Linked DNA regions of Mus musculus: region 2 is linked to region 1. A link is a contact called in public Hi-C data. All regions are on one chromosome and are shown on one strand. Each heading gives the region's core, a stretch centred on a gene start, on an enhancer-like site or on the middle of the called end of the contact. The rest is flanking DNA. Distances are from core to core; before and after follow the strand shown.

What was found. Hi-C and Micro-C count contacts between places; a contact is called where the count stands out from the background.
Region 2: a contact with region 1 is called in a Hi-C map of bone marrow-derived macrophages, with 28 read pairs. The contact joins two enhancer-like sites. A contact is called at or near these places in 1 of 15 datasets of contacts at CTCF or cohesin (the NIH/3T3 cell line), 3 of 484 Hi-C or Micro-C datasets (bone marrow-derived macrophages, embryonic stem cells and stem cell-derived epiblast-like cells) and 16 of 115 datasets of contacts at active chromatin or transcription factors (a beta-TC-6 cell line, bone marrow-derived macrophages, craniofacial prominence and 13 more).

Annotation. Positions count from the first base shown.
Region 1 is chr4:32,528,151-32,533,262 of GRCm38.p6, reverse strand. The region is part of intron 2 of Bach2 (BTB and CNC homology, basic leucine zipper transcription factor 2); the gene reads right to left. Among named protein-coding and RNA genes, the nearest start is that of Bach2os, 41 kb to the left of the region's middle. RefSeq lists an enhancer at 504-2,867. Within about 2 kb of position 2,037, at least 128 of the 459 cell types and tissues checked have an H3K27ac peak or open chromatin away from gene starts, as enhancers often do. A contact at or near this core is called in bone marrow-derived macrophages, where this site is marked.
Region 2 is chr4:32,277,170-32,282,281 of GRCm38.p6, reverse strand. It overlaps a transcript of Bach2 not described here. Among named protein-coding and RNA genes, the nearest start is that of n-TGccc3, 49 kb to the right of the region's middle. Within about 2 kb of position 2,186, at least 65 of the 459 cell types and tissues checked have an H3K27ac peak or open chromatin away from gene starts, as enhancers often do. A contact at or near this core is called in bone marrow-derived macrophages, where this site is marked.

The DNA.
Region 1 (5,112 bases), core at 788-3,287:
AGATCTTCACAGCAGGGCACTGGATGCTGCTCTCACTACAGTGGCCTAAGCTCTTACCAGTGTAAGACTCGAAATAAACCAGAAAAGATCTATAAGCCGCAACGATCACAACCAATAAAATGCTACAATCTTACGTTTGTGTAACTGCATGTGTGTGGAGCGCAAAAGGGGGCTTGTCTTCTAGTCCAGCAGCTGCTGGTTTGGTCCTTGTATCAATGATGCTCTTTGAGCATTACAGATTCTACACTTGCTCAAATGAGATGATCACACTCTATTTATACTGAGTCACTATTTTAATTTTTTATGCCGACCCAGCAGGGAATCATGTGTTTAGCTCTGTTTGATCATGGCATTAATAAAATCTGTTACTAAAGAAAGAAACCCATGGTCCTACCTCAGGTAAGAACAGATTTAGGAAGTGATTCATCCTGCTCTCTGTCCACTGGCTCTAGAGTGGCTAAAAACCACATAAAATAGAAAAAAGGAAAAGGGTCAACTCGCCTGGGATTTTGGTTTCCGTTTTCCACTTCTTCATCACAAAGAGGTCTGCTTCCTATTCAAAGGCTTTCTCACTATTTTACAGGCCCTGGCCAGAAGTGACATTTTCAGTTTGCTATTTGTCTGTAAATCTTAATGTTATTATCTTTCCACTTTTGCAACTCGGAACAGTTGATCATGCACAAAGGAATGACTGGACTGACACGTTCCGATAGCATAGAGAATGAGGCAGCCCTGCCCTTATCCTGCTCAAAGACTGTTTCTCACAGAGAAGAATGACATTGCAAACGAAGAATTCTTGTGAAAAATATCTTACTAGCATTTTTCAAGCGTATGAATTTACAAACATGTGTAGAAGAACAGCTGTTACTCTGAACCTAAATTCTGCCGTTACATTTGTATCACAGATGTGCTGTGCTCACAGACGAGTCTGAGCACTCCGATTGGCTGGATTGGCTTGATAAGTGCCCATTTCAATCACTAATGATGCTGACTCCGGTCCAGTGACTGACCTCGGCAAAACCCCCATCTCTTCATCTTCCCTTCTTATGAAAGTGCTGCGGCTCTGTCATGCAGTTTCTTTGCCTTTTCCTCATCAGAGAACAAGTCCTAGAGATAGTGTGAGGGTCCCAGGAAGAAGAATAGAGGCACATGGTAAAGCACTGTAGCATGTAAAAATGCTGTCTTACAAACAGGCTTATTTAATTTAAACCACAGAGCTGCCAGGCTCCCATTTCTTCCAGTGGAGCCTGTCTTTTCTTTTTTTTTTCTTTCACTACGCAGATCATTAGAATTTTACTCCTTGTTTCTCAACTCTCAGGGTATGCACAGTTATACCTTCTGAGTAGATGCACTATGTTCACCAGTATCGGAGCCACTAGCACCCGAGCCTGTCTTTTCTTGAGTTCATTATATATTGAGGTTACATTACGATTTACGTTTGGCTAAGTCACTGGTGAGATACAAGGCAGTTAAAAATATCACACAGCAGTGTCGGTAAATAGAGCAAAGTCACCGCGGCATTTGAAGAGGCAAAAAAAAGTCATCTCACTAAATGAGGATCCGAGCTGTCCTGCACCAAGGCTGTTACTAATAAATAAAAGGCCTCTGGGAAAAGTGCTGAGCAGACGCTGGCTCTATTTTCAGCTTGCGTCAGCAGCTGCCGCCCCTGGGATCACATCTCTACGCGCTCCACACCATATGTAATCACTGCGGCGCTGCAGCCAGGAAGACAATGAAAGAGCGTGGCATAAATCTATACTGAGTAGAATGCTAAATGAGAGAAATAGTACAGAAAGAGGGGGAATAAACCACATTTTCAAGTCATTAGGAAGAAAGACTTTGACATATGAAGTGCTGCAACCATTAATAGCACTTATCATATAGAGTGGAGACAAAGAGACAAATTAATCAAACTGACAGAATTGGGACGTTTTATGCTAATGCGGGCTCCTGGGTTTCAGTCTGTAGCCCCCGCCTGTGTCAGGAAAACTGATACCATTACAGGGCAGGAAACTGTACCAGCGGCATGCAACAGATCATAAAAATTCACCAGCAACTGCGGCAGCACTGCCAAGAGCTCTGTAGCAACGCTGATGGAGACCTCAACAGAGAAACCAGCAGCAAGCGATGAATGCAGATAAGCTGAAGAACATCTCCCATTCATGCATTGCAATTAAACACAGGCTTCTTGCTCATAATTATAGCGGGGAAACTGAAGTCTGTATCGCACCAGTGAAGGCTGCCCAGGCTGCGTTCAAGGCTACCCGCCCTCCACCAGAGCAAGCTCCACTATGACCTAAATTAACTGGCCCGGATTGCGGATGGCTTTAAAAACACGTAATGTAAACACAAAAGTATTAACATAAGACTTTAAAGGGAGGAGGGAAGGGGATAAATAGGTAGTTCAAATAAAATAGGTGAGCAGACTTTTCTCTGTATGCTTGTGTGGGTGGCACAGGGAAAAAGAACCAGTGACTGAATACATTTTTATAAAATACATGCTGTTCCTGACTTAGAAACAACTCCCAGCGTGAGAATAAGCTTGCTTCAAAGTGAATAGCAGGCGAGTGCCCAGGAAAGCTCCTGGGAGCCACTACCCTTTGTTCTCCAATTGTGAACTCCTGGGCGGTTGGTGGGGGTTCCACTAGCTCATTTATACCAATCTACAGAGATAAAGCACCGCTGCCCGGATACCCCATCTCTCCCCAGGGGGAGCTTGTGTGTCCCTGATACACAGACAGGCTATTTAGCTAGAATGCCAAAGATATCTCTCCATACAAAATAAGTATGTCCATAGTGTCAGGGGAGGCTGCAAAAGCGTATCAGAGCGCACACCGACGATGCCAGGTTTGTTGGCATTCTGGGTCTCTAGTCTTGGTGATCTGGTTTTGTTTCTTGTTTTTGTTTTTTTCCCTCTCATTCTCATTTAATGTACACAATACCTTTTCCTTTCTCCAGACTACTGCTATCATGTCTATGAACTTGACAATTTAATCAAATGGCTAACCTGTTACTTATTTTAGGTAATAGATTTGCTGACTAAAAAACACTGCAGCCACCAACAGAGAAATCAGGAATGGTGACTGAATAGTCTAAATGGGAAGACAGGGCAAACCCAGATTGTTCAATTGTAAGCCAATGCCATAGCTGCTGGGCCAACAAAACAGAGAGGGCGCTGCAGGGTAGTGGAGGGGCGCTTGACCCCAAACGGCCTCTTCTCCCATGCTGAAGCTGTTCCTATACTTTGATGTCTCCTTCGTTCACGGGCAGCATCCTTCTACTTCTCCTTTGTACTGTCGTGGCCTTTCACTTTACACAGGCTGAGACCTGGGCGCTTATTTTGAAAACCAAGCATTATTCATAAACTGCCTCCAAAGGGGGAAAAAAAAACCCAACCACAGTCTGTGTTCAGAAAGCCAACTTTAGACTTCCAGAATGAAACTTATCCAAACTGTCCATTCTGCCAGTCACGCCTTAGATACCAGGTCATGAAAAGCACAGGCTGCATTGTCTAACCCCACGTCACACGATCGCGGGAAAGTCTCAGGCACTGCGAATGGAGAGTGAAGATTCTTCCCACTGTCGCATGACTAGGATATTCTTATATCTGACTATGCTAGCGGTTTCTACCGCGCCCAGCCTGGCTACCATGAAATCTGAAAAGCACACCTGGATGCACAGATGAACGTGGGGGCTGCGTCCCCTCACGAGTGCTGTGTGCAGGTGCCCTGGCTTAGTTTACTCGGGTATCGGGGCCACTGGAGCTCTAATGAGCAGATCTTAGTGTACATCCCTTCCATCCTGCTTATCCCTTGTGCAGTTTCACAGTATGCATTTCACTGTATGTGTGCAGTTTCCCTGTATGCATTTCACTGTATGTGTGCAGTTTCACAGTATGCATTTCACTGTATGTGTGCAGTTTCCCTGTATGCATTTCACTGTATGTGTGCAGTTTCACAGTATGCATTTCACTGTATCTCACCCTTTGTTTGCATCACTGTCGGGTGCCACACGATGGGGTAGCGGTCATCAACTTTCAGCATGCTTTACAGCCAATGAGTGAAGTCAGAGGAAGCCTGTTTTACTAATGTATTGTTTGCAAAGACATATTTGAACCTGAATAAAATTTAAAGATGGAAGCTGTCTCATTTGCAGCCAGGCTGAGTTGCTGATATTTGGAGACAGAAGGCTATAACAAAAATGGAAGATAGAAGACAGCCAATTAAGATTAAGTACAACGATAATCAATTGGGTCCACGTTGAGACACCATCTTACTTTGAGAGGAAACGCAATCTTGCTGGGGGAGACCACTGATTCTGATGGTGACACATGAATGTTAAGAGCTCCCTGAGTGATGAACATTCATGTGAAGCATTTATGGCCAGACCCCTCCCCTTAATGGCTATGTTAAACTCCCAAGAGATTAAACTACAAGAGCACCAGAAAGAACTGAAGAAATGTGGTCATAAGCAAGAAAACAATCTTAATGGCACTTTGCTATTTTCCTTCTTAATTCCCTTAAAAAACAAACTAACAAACATGGGTTGGGTTGGGTGTGGTGGCTCCCACTTATAATAAGGACGTTGAGGCAGGATGTGAGTTTAAGGCCAGCCATGGCTATATAGAAAGCAAATAGTAGCTAATAAAAGGCTAGTAGCAATTCCAAGTGCTCAGCTATAGACGGGGCACATCTATCAACTCTCCCCTCCCCAAGCTTTGGGAACATTATGGAAGAGGAGGTGTAAGGATCATAAGAATTGGAGGATAAGGAGGGGGAATATATGCTGTTCCATGGATATAGCGGGATCTCATAGCAACTATGGTTACCTACCTAAGACTGTACAAGATCTAGCCAGTTGAAAATCCCAGTGCAGGAGGAAGAAGGGCTCCTAAGGCCCCAGCCATGGCTGAGGGGGTATTGGCATTTGATGGCTTTTGGGGAGAGCCCACTGGTACGCTGTCTGTGTCCCAGTGTGTGACTCTATATCCAAGTGCTACGGGCAGCACCAACTGGATTTACTGTGTTAAAACTGTTAAAACAGAAAAGGCATGAAGTCTGGGGGGGGGCATGTGTGGGTGGGGAGTTAGAGAGTGGGGTACGGTAAGGTGGA
Region 2 (5,112 bases), core at 937-3,436, 250 kb after region 1:
TATGAGTGCGACACAGGTATTCATAACTATGATACCCTCTAAGGCTCAGTAGGTATGCACTATTATTCAATAAACACTTTTACACGAATGAATACATGCAAGAACTAACTTTATTTTTCTGTGTATCCCACAGCAATGCCCAGCACTGGTTTGATAACCAAGTAGTAGGTGAACTAAGAAGCCCTATGTGAGTTAGATCTGGCCAGACTGTTCATTTGCCAATTGAGAAAAGCAACCCACAAGGGGCATATCCCACATTCGAGACTTCCGCAAAGCCAGGACCCTCCTGTGCATGAGGACAGTCACACCATGGTGCTCACTCAACTTTCAAAAAGTGTGTTTGTGCTATACTACAGTTCATCTAAAACGCCTAATAAAAAATTACAAACCCTTAGTCATGCATGGTAGCCCAGAGACAGAAGAATCCTAAGTCTGAGGCCAGCCTCGGCTGTGTAGCAAGAGCCTATCTCAAAACAAAACGAAAGTTTTCACAGCATTATAAATGACGGGTTATACCTTTCATTTAATAAAAAGTGTGAAAAGCTCACACATCAACTTTTTTCCTTGAGTCTCTTCTCCTTGCTAGAAACCGATATTGTGAACACAGACAAACCAGCCACACTCCCTGACACTGCTTACAGTGTTATAAGAGAAAACCATTAGAGAAACAAACTCATAGGTGAAAATACACTTGACATTTTTGAGAACAACTTGAAGAGAAAAGAGAAGAGAAAGCGTGTACGGCAGGGTGGCACCCTCTGAGGGTGGGGATCCTGGGAGGGGCGTCTAAAGGAAGTGAAGAATGAGCAAGGCTTAGAAAAATGAAAAGTGAGGTTGGGAGGCTTAAGGGCATTTCAGAAAAAAGAAAGAGAGAGAGAGAGAGACAGACAGACAGACAGGCAACCCTGCCAAGCCCCTGGCCCCTGGTCAGTCACAGGGAGGTTCCGGCTGAGTCGAACAGAGAGCCTGGCTGAAGGTCATGTCACCAAGCCCAAGATGCTCTGAGGAGGAGGCTGGCTTCCCTCCTGGGACAGGTGAGACAACAGAACCTCAGAGTCCGGGCCATGCTTGTCTTTGATTTCTATTCCTCCTTAGGTACAGACTCAAACAGGAGACTTGAAACATTAGGGAAGTTTACATTTGTACATAGAAATAGTTAACTTATATTTTCTGTACAATATTTATATATTTTATAAACATGCATCTTCTTGCTGTTAGAATCCAAATATGGGAACATTTTTAAATTCTCACTACATATATTTGTGTGGGTTGGTGTGTATGTGTGCGCGCACGTGAGTACGGAGGTTCGAGGATAACTTGCGGAACTTGATTCTCTCCATCCATCATCAAACTCAGGCCATAACCTTACCACTGAATCATCACACTCGCCCAAGAATATTTTAATCTCAGAACACAAGGGAGACCTTTCAAAAGATTATGGTCTCTGATTCACAGATAAACTCCATCTTCAGGCTCAGGAAGAAATGAGTAGGCACAGCCAGTTTCCAGAAGTCACAATGGAAAGGGCAAAGCCATCACCATCAGAAGATGAATAACTGCAGGCCATGCAGCTGAGCAAGGGTTTGCCAAGCATCCATCGACGAGTGCTGCTGCCTGGCTCCCCACTCCTGACAGGCACCATGTTGTATGGACCCGTTAAGACGCTGGCAGGCCACAGGCTTCCTGTCTCCTGCACACCCTCCAAGGCCCCACCAGCCCTGTTCCCCGTAGAAGGAAGTGAGTCTCTGCAAAGCCCACATTCTGTGCTTACTTCCTAATGGCAATGTTTAAACAAAAGGAGCTCATTGCAGCATTCCTATTTGTCATAAAACGAAACCTAAGGTTTAGCTAAAAATAAATAGAAATCAAACAAACAACCAAACCAACCCCCCCCCCAAAAAACCCAAAAAACATTTAAGTGATTTCTTTGCCCATGAGCAAAATAATCCCTATCAAAAATTTAACGTTTAAAAAAAATCCACAGAACATGATGGTAATTAATTACAGATGGAAGGTTTTTTAGTCAGAGACAGTTTTCTTCTCTTTTGCCTAGAGTGTTGGCCCTTTCTAGGCAATGTTCAATAAATATTCTTTTAAAAGACCCCAAAAGGGACCGGGCTAGACTGGGCCAGACAGGACTAGACAGCACATGACCAGACTAGTCTGACCATACCCAAACCCAGACTCAGACTAGATCCAGACCCAAACTAACCCAGACCCAGACCAGACCCAGACCAGACCCAGTCTAGACCCAGGCTACAGCCAGACCTATACTAGACACAGGCACAGACCAGACTCAAACCAAACCAGACCCAGCCCCAGACCCAGATCAGACTCAGACTAAACCAGACCCAGACCAGACCCAGAGTAGACTCAGACCCAGACTGGACTGAGATTGGCCAGGCCTGACCAGATTGGATCTCAGTGGAAATACTAGTGTTCCATTAATTCTGGCAAGTACAGATGAAGGCCTGAACCTCTGATCCAAATGGAAGAACAAGATGATTCATGTGTTCCCTAAGGAAGTAAGAATTCTAGTGGCCAGGCCTGACCAGATGAACAGAATAAGGTTTGAATTTAAAGTGAATGCTTTTCAAATTCTTGGCATATTGGCTAGTATTTCCTCTTTTCTTTTACCATCCACACTAAATAGATATTCTTTTTCCTGTTGAAGGAAAGTTGAATTAGAAAAGGCAGAATTTATAATAACTGAGAAACAGTACAAATGCATTTTAACATCACGGGGGTGGGGGTGGGGGATATGGGTAAAGAAATTGCTCAGCGGTTTAAGACTCACTTGTGCCTCTTGAGCAGGACTCAAGTTCAGTTCCCAGCTCCCATGTCAGGTGACTCACAACCACCTTTAACTCCAGCTCCAGGAGATCTGACACCCTCTTCTGGCCTCCTCAGGCACCTTGCAAAAGGCACGTGCGCGTGCGCGCACACACAGAGAGAGATTCATACTTACACATAAATAAAAATAAATCTTAAAAAAAGAGATTGCTGCCTTATGAACCACTTTGTACCACACCTGTAAACCCCACACTCAAAAGGCTGAATCAGGAGAATTGTGAGTTTGAGGCTAGCCTGGTCTACATAGTAAGGCCCTATTTCAAATCAAAACAAAAAATGAGCTTAACTCCTGAAGGCAGACAGTTTTCCATTTACACTACTCCACTTAAAACGGTTTAAAAATAGATTTACTTGTTAAGTGAGAAATAAGTTTTCAAAACCGCATTCACTATGCCATTGTTCTTATTCATTCATTCAAGAAATTGGGGTGGGGGGGGCTGGCGCTGGCTCCTTCCATACATCACCAAGCAGTTTCTGCTCAGCAGAGTCGACATCCCAGTCCACGAAACTGTGCAACTGACTGTGGGAGAAAGTGAGATTTAAAATAATAACAATAACAAACACTTCAGGGCTGTAACATGGAAATCCTACAGATCTGCTACACAACAATTTAAATATAACCACCACTACTGAACTATACACTTCAAAAGAGAATACATATTGTGTTTATTTAACCAGCATTCTAAAAAACCAAAATAAATGGAAAACATAAAAAAGTTTCCAGTACACACTAAGCATTTACCATGTGCTGGCTCTGCTCCAAGCTAATCTTCAGAGCACCTTAGGAGGCTGGCATTACGACCAGAGGGGCAAACAACTCAGTCAGGATCATGGGAACGCACCTGAGATACAGGCATGGTCTGCTTACTGAGCTCCTGGGCTGACAGGACTACATAAAGAGACCCTGTCTCAAAACAAACAAGCAAACAAACAAAACCCGCAAGTTCAGAACAGTAGCAATCACAGAGAGAGGGTCTGACTATAATCACCTCCTCACGTGTTGATGACTTACAGATCAGCCAATGCCCTTTTGATGGCGATCTGTCTTAGAACATAGACACTGAGAAACCACTTGCAATCATGGCCAAAGCCATGGTGTTCTGTTCCTACAAATGGAAAGGGATTGCAGAAGTTGGTTTCTTTTAAAACAGAGAATACAGAAACTCTTACGTATTTTTAGCCCTTTGTACTTTTTTATCCAGCAGTCTGCCTGAGAATAATATAGACACACTTAAAAATAACCATTCAGTTCTATGAAAAATCATGAAATAGCTTTGCACACGCCCAGCACCTGTTTGACACATCTTAATCAATGCAAGTTTGCTAGTCGTATAAAAAGAAAACCTTGCATTTCTGGAATTGGTCCCTCTTAGAACCAAATGTTTCCCGGGATACACAGCTCAGCTCACCTCTCTCTCTAGAATTTAGAAGGAGCACGGGGGCTCAGTCCCAAGCAGCTAACGAAGCTGCAGCTTTTCCCTCCACTGCCTGCTTGTGTGATGTGAGAAACCTCATCAAGCCAAGAAAGAGCCAAGAAGGCAGGTAGGCAACTTGGTTTTATATACTGTGGGTTTCTCTGAAATGGCCTGGGAATGGACATTTGGAAAATGGTGATGGAGATGCAGGACAGACTCTGAGTGGTTTCACAGGATGGGGAGTCCAGTTCATAAGGAAATGAAATAAAGGCAGGAGGAAATAAGGATGGAGCAGGAAAGAAGGACAAGGGGGAAGAAGGGAGGGAGGGCATGGTGACAATGGGAACGAAGGAACTAAGTTAGTTAGAATCCACTATGCCCAAGCTGAGCATCGAGCTTCCACCTGCAGTCCTAGCAGCACAGCTAAAGTAGGCCTGAACACACGCGAACATCACCACATGTCACCAAAACACCAGGCATCAACCTGGGACTGCCCAGGTGGAGATACAAAAAGCCATACCGCATGGTTCTAGACAGCTCTTCCTTCCTAACCAGCCTGATAAAAGGCTCCTTACCGAAATTCCACAGACTGTGGAGAGATTCCTAACATTACTCAAACCTAAACGTCCTACTCATCTTAGTTTTCTTTTATTTCTTCCCTTAAAAATAAAATTTGGAGCAATCTGAAAACGGGCTGCTTTTCTGCAGGGGTCATTCACCTCTCCTAGACAGTCAAGTCACACTCTACAATGCAAAGGCCAGCAAATATAACCCAACAGGTTTGTATTGAAATTATGATCATTAAAATAATGATCCAAAAACCACATGGCTATAAAACAAATGC